2 separate regions of the Canis lupus genome follow, and region 1 is linked to region 2. Evidence: chromatin contacts called from public Hi-C data. All regions are on one chromosome and are shown on one strand. Each heading gives the region's core, a stretch centred on a gene start, on an enhancer-like site or on the middle of the called end of the contact. The rest is flanking DNA. Distances are from core to core; before and after follow the strand shown. Region 1 holds the start of KLF6 (Krueppel-like factor 6). Region 2 overlaps LOC102156436 (a long non-coding RNA gene).

Evidence for each region. A called contact is a pair of places that touch in the nucleus more often than the background predicts.
Region 1: a contact with region 2 is called in a Hi-C map of amygdala, with 2.3 times the contacts expected there. The contact joins the promoter of KLF6 here to the enhancer-like site in region 2. A contact is called at or near these places in 2 of 9 Hi-C or Micro-C datasets (amygdala and skin fibroblasts).

Annotation. Positions count from the first base shown.
Region 1 is chr2:30,687,507-30,691,015 of UU_Cfam_GSD_1.0, reverse strand. KLF6 (Krueppel-like factor 6) reads right to left here and starts at 2,117. Exons shown (of 4, transcript XM_038530210.1): 1 at 1,760-2,117. The coding sequence starts at 1,861.
Region 2 is chr2:30,565,807-30,569,407 of UU_Cfam_GSD_1.0, reverse strand. All of the region lies in intron 1 of LOC102156436 (a long non-coding RNA gene), which reads left to right. Among named protein-coding and RNA genes, the nearest start is that of KLF6, 120 kb to the left of the region's middle. Within about 2 kb of position 1,672, at least 4 of the 20 cell types and tissues checked have an H3K27ac peak or open chromatin away from gene starts, as enhancers often do.

The sequences.
Region 1 (3,509 bases), core at 868-3,367, 120 kb before region 2:
CCCTGCTGCTACGGAATACGGCACAGCCCCGTCCCCCTCCCCGCAGACTCGTCACACAGCGAGCGTGAGCAAGCGGGGGGGGCGGGGGGGGGGGGACGACAATCATTGTTTTCTCTCTTGTGCCCTCAAATTAGACATCTGAGTTCCAGTGCCCACTACAGGGTTCCGAGAAGCAGTGTTCCGAGGAGCGGCGGCAGGCAAGGTACGTTGCTGATGCGCCAAGGAGAAAGGAAAGCACATTTGCCTCGATCCTGTTAAACTTTCATAATCTGGCTAATTTGAAATCTCCATTATGCTGATAAGCACTGGGGACCGAGACGGAGCTCTTGGAGAGTTTAAAAGGCTCCGGAGGCGACCGGGAGCTCAGCCTGGCTTGGGGCCCAAATCCCAAATGCCCGAAGGAAACTACTTAGATCAATTTCAATCACGTCCTAGGGAGCAGCTTCTTTAGGAGGAAGGGGGGGGGAGGGGAGAGGAAGGCAGGATCGGGCTTGGAACAATTAAGCAGGCATGTGAAGGTTGCAACACTTTGCATTTCATCCCTTTTAAAAGCTTTCTAGGCTTTGAAACGCACAGAATATGTTTGATCTGCTAATTCACTTTGTGACAAAAAGCAAACAGCCAGGCAGGGCACGGAGACAGCCCCGACCCCTCCTTCTATCTTTTTAAAGACAATGGGACAAGTGTCACAATCTCTCTTCTCCCTTCAGGCAATCCTCACGAATTGGGGGAGTGGGAGGAGGTGGGGGGGGAGAAGAGGTTAACTTTCCTAAATGTCCAATGTCAAAAAACTCCAGTTCCACTAAAAAAAAAGAAAAAGAAAAAGAAAAAGAAAAAGAAAAAAAAAAGAAAGAAAAGAAAAAAACAGGAAAAAAAAAACATGCCGGAAACCGAGACTCTTCTCCTCAAACTCAGACTTAAAGCAATTTGGACCGGCTCATTGTCATATGACTGAGAAGTCACTGGTTGTGCAAACATTGTTGGCTTTTTTTTTTTTTTTCCTCCTCTCTCTTTCTGGTCAACAAAAGACGCAGGTAAAGAAAAACAAGGCAGATCGAAACACATCTTAAGGATTTCCAAAGAGGAAGGAGAAACTGGAAATGGCCCAGGAGGGACAACGAGCTGGTGGAAAGATTTCACTGGTGACATTTTTAATTGGGGGGGGGGGGGACAAAAACTGTCAGTACAAACATAAAAAAAAAAAAAAAAAAGCAAAACACAAACGATTTCTCCATTTCGGAAAAAAAAAAAAAAAAGGCAACAACAAACCCTTGGCACTGTACGGCGGCTCCCAGGAGCAGCTCCAGCGGCGGAGAGTGGAGCTGCTGGGAGCAGCAAAGTTCTGCCCAGGGCTGCCCAGGGCAGAAGCCGCGAGCCCGGGGCTGCCCTCCCGAGGCTGCGCCCCTGCAGCCCGGGCCCCGGCCGCCGCGCCGCGCTCCGGTGACAGCCCTGCTCCGCGCCGTCCCCGGCTCCTCGCAGGTGCCTCCCGCACGCACGCAGCACAGGCTCGTTCTCAGGCTCAGGATTTTATGTATTTATTTTATTTTTTTTATTTTTAACAAAATGTACGCAAACCATCCAAAACAAAAAACAAAAAAAACAAAAAACACAAAAAAAAAACAAACAAACAAAAAAAAAGAAAAATAAGAGAAGGAGGAGGAGGAGGAGGAGCGCGCACGCCGGAGCGCCGAGCATCCAGCCCGCGCGGGCTTGCACGGTGCTGGCGGCCCGGGCACCTGGCCCCGCGAGCGCGGCTTACCTGTTGCCAGTACTCCTCCAGGGAGGGCAGCGCCGAGAAGTAGCCGGTCTCGTGCACGATCTGCAGCTCCTGGAAGATGCTGCACATGGGCAGTACGTCCATGTCGGGCTGGAAGAGGCAGTCCCCGCCGCCGCCGAGAACGCAGGGAGCTGTGCGGGCTGGAGCCGGGAGCGCAGCGGCCGTGCCTGCAGCGCCGGGGAAAGTTTCATGCAAACTCAGCGCGCAGCAGTGAGGCGCCGCGGGTTCGGATCCTGCCGGAGCCCGGAGACGCGCTCGCGAGCCCACACAATATTTGCAAACACCGGACTGACTGCAAACGTAACCCCTGCAAAACTTCCCTATTCAAAGCTCCGCTGCCAGCCTCCCCCCTCCTCCCCGCCCGGCTCCCCCCACTCCCTCCCCCCACGTGACTCGCCCATGCCCGCCCCGCGCGCCGCCCAATCACGCTGCGCCCGGCCCGGGGGCCGCGCGCCGGTGATGTCAGCTCCGGCCAATGGCGGGCGGCGACTCACAGCGGCCCCGCCTGGCGTGACCGAGCCTCTCCGTCAGCCGCCCGGCCATTGGCCCAATTCGAACTTCAGGCGGCGCTGATTGGACGGCGTCCTCGCAGGCTATTTTTAGCAGGGTATATAAGGCGCGGGCCGCCGCGCGCCGGAGGAGTCGGCGCTGGGAGGTGCGGGCCGAGCGGCTCAGTGCGCCCGCGGCCGCCCGACCGGCCGAGCCGCTCCTCCGCCCGCGCCCGGGCCCGGACCCGGACCCCGGACCCCGGACCCCCCGCTCCCCGCTCCCCGCTCCCCGGCCGCGTCACCCAGGCCCCGGGACGCTCCGCGCCCCGCCCCCCGGACCCGGTCCCGGTCCCGGTGCCCCCGCCGAGCCGCTCCGTGCGCCGCGCTGCCCGGCCGGCCGCCCTCGGGCCTCCGCGCCCCGGCCCCGGCCCCGGCCCCAGCCCCGGCCCTGCCCCCGGACGCCCCTCCGTCCCCCCGCCCCGCGGCCGCCCCGGGCCTCGCCTCCGCCCTGGCATCCTCTGCCCCCGCCCCCGCCGTGCACCCGCCCCGCCCCCCGTGCGTGCCCCCTGCCCCCTCCCGTGCATCCTCCCCTGCCTCCCTCGCCCATCCTCCCTGCTCCCCTCGCCCATCCTCTGCCCCCCCCCCCCCCCCCCCCGTGCATCCTCCTCGGCCCCCCTCATCCATCCTCTGCTCCCCTCACCCATCCTCCTCTGCCCCCCTCACCCGTCCTCCCTGCCCCCCTCACCCATCCTCCTCGGCCTCCCCCCTCCCATGCATCCTCCCCTGACCCCCTCGCCCATCCTCCCTGCTCCCCTCGCCCATCCTCTGCCCCCCCTCCCCCCCGTGCATCCTCCTCGGCCCCCCTCATCCATCCTCTGCTCCCCTCACCCATCTTCCTCTGCCCCCCTCACCCGTCCTCCCTGCCCCCCTCACCCATCCTCCTCGGCCTCCCCCCTCCCGTGCATCCTCCCCTGCCTCCCTCGCCCATCCTCCCTGCTCCCCTCGCCCATCCTCTGCCCCCCCTCCCCCCCGTGCATCCTCCTCGGCCCCCCTCATCCATCCTCTGCTCCCCTCACCCATCTTCCTCTGCCCCCCTCACCCGTCCTCCCTGCCCCCCTCACCCATCCTCCTCGGCCTCCCCCCTCCCATGCATCCTCCCCTGACCCCCTCGCCCATCCCCTCTGCTCCCCTCGCCCATTCCCTCTGCCCCCCTCACCCATCCTCCCCTGCCCCCCCTCCTCCAT
Region 2 (3,601 bases), core at 423-2,922:
ACGCTCCGCGGAGCTCAAAGCCAGTGTTGTCAAGAATCGCTTGACGTCAAGGCTGACTTTTAAATTTGCCAGAAAGGCTTTCTTTGGAGCGAGGTCTGGACCGTCACGTTCTCTTTTTAGAGAGCTACTGCTGGCTGCAGGAATTCGAAGCCCACAGGCTACATTTCTAGATTTTCAATGCATCACATAGATGGGCAGAGGGACCTCAGACGTCGCCATTAGTTTGTTTTTTTGTTTTGTTTTGTTTTTTGCATTAGCACATTTTCATGTGCCATTCATATATTTTCTTCCTTCTAACCACTGTTCTTAGAAAACTCACTTAAAAATAATTTGTTTCTTTCTTGTTTGAATGTCACAGATTTAGTCACCTTGTGTTTTAGGATGAGCTCAGATTTTAATAGTTTTACTTCAATTGAAAGCCTATCTTTGGCTTGTTTACGCTTTCAAACAGGCCTCTCTGAATGTGCCTCTCGAATCCATCTAATCACCTCGCCGAGCTCCTACTTTCTGACACAAAATGACTTTTGAAACATTTTCATTTTCCCTTTCTATTTAATGTACTCCAGTCCACTTTTTTTTTTCTTTTCCTTTCCCTTTTTTTTTTTTTTTTACAGTCCGTCATGGAGTATTTGTTTACCAAATGTTACTTTTCTTGGATCGAATCTATTTTTGAAGAGCTCAAAAGCAAACAACTGTTTGAAGCTGTCAGGCTTCATTTTATTTATGCATGAATAACACAAATAACTGGAAAATGACCTAGCCTGTTTTTCTCAGATTTAGATAGAAAAACTGCTTCCGGGCAATGTTTATGCCAAATGGCTCATGCCAAGTTTCCAGTTTCGGTGCCAACTGGTATTTGCAGCCAAGTTGTAAACCTTTGGTAAACATGGTTTAGAATAGACTCGCAGACCCAACCTGGATGGGGGTTCAAGTGGGACTGGTGAGAATTTACTGAGAATAAAGTTTAGCAGGAACAAGAGGGGAAATGGGCTGGCTGTGAAGAGCTCCCACCAGAACTCGGAAAATATATAAATGATGTTTATGACTGAAATCCCAGTAGACTCATTTAGGCATTTTCTGTATTTCCTTTGCCACCAGTTTGAGTAGCTCGGTGCTCCAAGGGAAGCAGCCAGCAGCCTTGTTCAGCCTCCAGGGTGGGGACAGAGGCCTTGAAAATTGCACAATGTGGATGCTCACTGTGTTCCCATGCATCCATCAAGATGTATAAGAAGGAATCAAACATTTCCTTTTAGAATCTGCTCAGCGATATTCATTCAACTCAGCATCCTCTCTTCTGACACCCTCCCTCCAGCATGTTCTCTCCAAGACCTGAGGGAGATCACACATGTCTCGAGTTCCTAACCATCTCATCTATAGCTTCCCACTTCCTTGGAGTAACACCCCCACTCTTGACTGGGACTCCAAGACCCAGCAGGTGCTGTTCCTTCTGTGTATAAGCTCGTTACGTCCCTCGAATCCCTGTGTTAGGACAACTGTTGGTGATCCCCAAAATTCATATGTTGAATCCTAACCCCCATTATGATGGTGTTGGGAGGTAGGGCCTTTGGGAGGTGATGAGGTCACCTCATCATGGTGGAGTCCCCATGATGGGATTACTGTCTTCATAAAAGAGACCTCAGAGAGCCCGCCTGACACCACCCACCTTGTAAGGACACAGCAAGAAGGTACCATCCATGGACCAGGGAGTGGGGTCATGAGACCCCAGAGTTGCTGGGACCTTGATCCTGGACCTTCATCCTCCAGACAGTGAAGAAGAAGCATCTGTTGTTTGAAAGCACCCAGCCTGTGGTGTTCTGTGACAGAGCCTAAGCAGACAAAGACCCCCATTAGAGCTCTCAGGTTTGAGTGAGACCAACACCCTTGCCTGAGCTTGTTCCTGCTGCTGGAGTTTGGCTGTCTCTGTGTGAGACATGGTTTTTGCCTCTTACTTGTCTCATTCCTTCTTGCTGCTCAGGTCTGAGGTCAACTGGCATGGCCTCCGACAGGCATCTCCTAAGACTCATTTAAAGTAGCTCCCACCTGCCCAGCGCGACCCCCCAATATCTCCATCTAATACATTCTTGGGCTTTTCTTCACTTAGGTGAGCTTGATAGCTTAGTTATTTAATTACTAATTGGAGCATAAATGTGATTAGAATGCAAATTTTATAAGAGCCTGGACTTTTTCTACTGTTTCTTAGTATATTCCTAGGACTGAATAACCCAGAGAGTACTCAATAACTCTTTGTTGAATGAGACAAATGTTTATTAATCCAACATCTCCTATTTACAGGGCAAAATGCCCAGAGCTGGGGTGTGGGACTGAGTAAGATAAAACGATGCTCACAGAAGAGGTTGGCTAGCTGTGTCTCCTGTGAACTTGGTCTCAGGAAACCAGCAAGGGGCCAGGCTGTGCCCAGAAGGCCCAAGGCTGATATCACCTGGGCCCTGGGTCCTGCATCTTGACTCTTGGATGCTGGGTCCTACTCCTGCATCCTGAGTCCTGGATTCTGGGCTCTGTGATCCCATTCCCTACATCCTTGGTCCTGGGTCCTGAGTTCTGAGGTCCTAGTCCTACATCCTTAGTCCTGGATCCTGGGCTCTTAGGTCCTGCTCTTATATCCTTGGTCTTGGATTCTTGGTCCTGGGCTCTGGGTCCAAGGTCCTGTATCCTGAAGTTTCTGCCCATCCCCCCTGGCTTCCTACTCACTTGGCCCTACTACCCTTCCCAACATCTGGCTGGTACAAGCTGCTGTCTCTGTCTCCATCCAGGGTTGTGCTTGGACCCGCAGATGGCTGCAGGTGCCAACAACCAAGGACCCAGGCCTGTATCCCAAGGAAGATTGGTAGGGAAAACACATCTTCATAATTTGTTTTTTTTCCTTGAAGAGGCAGGTTTGCTTTTTTGGGTTTTGGCTTGATTGATTCAGTTATCACTCGACCTGAAGGATATCCTCTCCTCTGAAGTGTGAGTCCTCCCGGGTGGCAGTCGCACCCCTGGTGGGAGTCTGAGCCCTGCCCAGGCCCTCCAGGGAGCCGCGCCACAGAAATCGGGACCTTGTGGGCATGTGGTAAGAGGCGTCTCCACTGGTGTTCAAAGTTAAGTAAAATAAAATAAAGTACATAAAGTAAAGTAAAATAAAAATAAAAGTAAACTATAATAAAATAAAGTGAAAGTAAATAAAGTAGAATGAAATAGAATAAACTAGCCTGACCCGAACTAATATAAAACAGAGGGACTGGTCTCTGAGTCTAATCCGCCTGGGCTTGACTACAATTGCTGTGAAAATCCTGTTCCTACTTTTGAGCCTGAGGCTCTTGGGCACCAGAGGACCTAACTCCCTGGGGACTCCAAAGGGGACAAGATCCCTTTTCTTACGTCTGGGTTTGTGGTCCTGGTTATATTTGAAGGCCTGTGGTCCCTGTGACAGATTCTGGAAGACACTGCCTGGGACCCGAGCAAGCTGGGTGTTGGGCAGAGCTGGCCGCGTCACCAAGAGGAAGCGGGTATCCAGCTCCCAGCTCCCCCGGCTGCCTCTCCCCGCCAGAGTGGGCGCTGCCCCATGGCACGTGACCCCCCCTCCCCACCGGCCAGAAGCCTG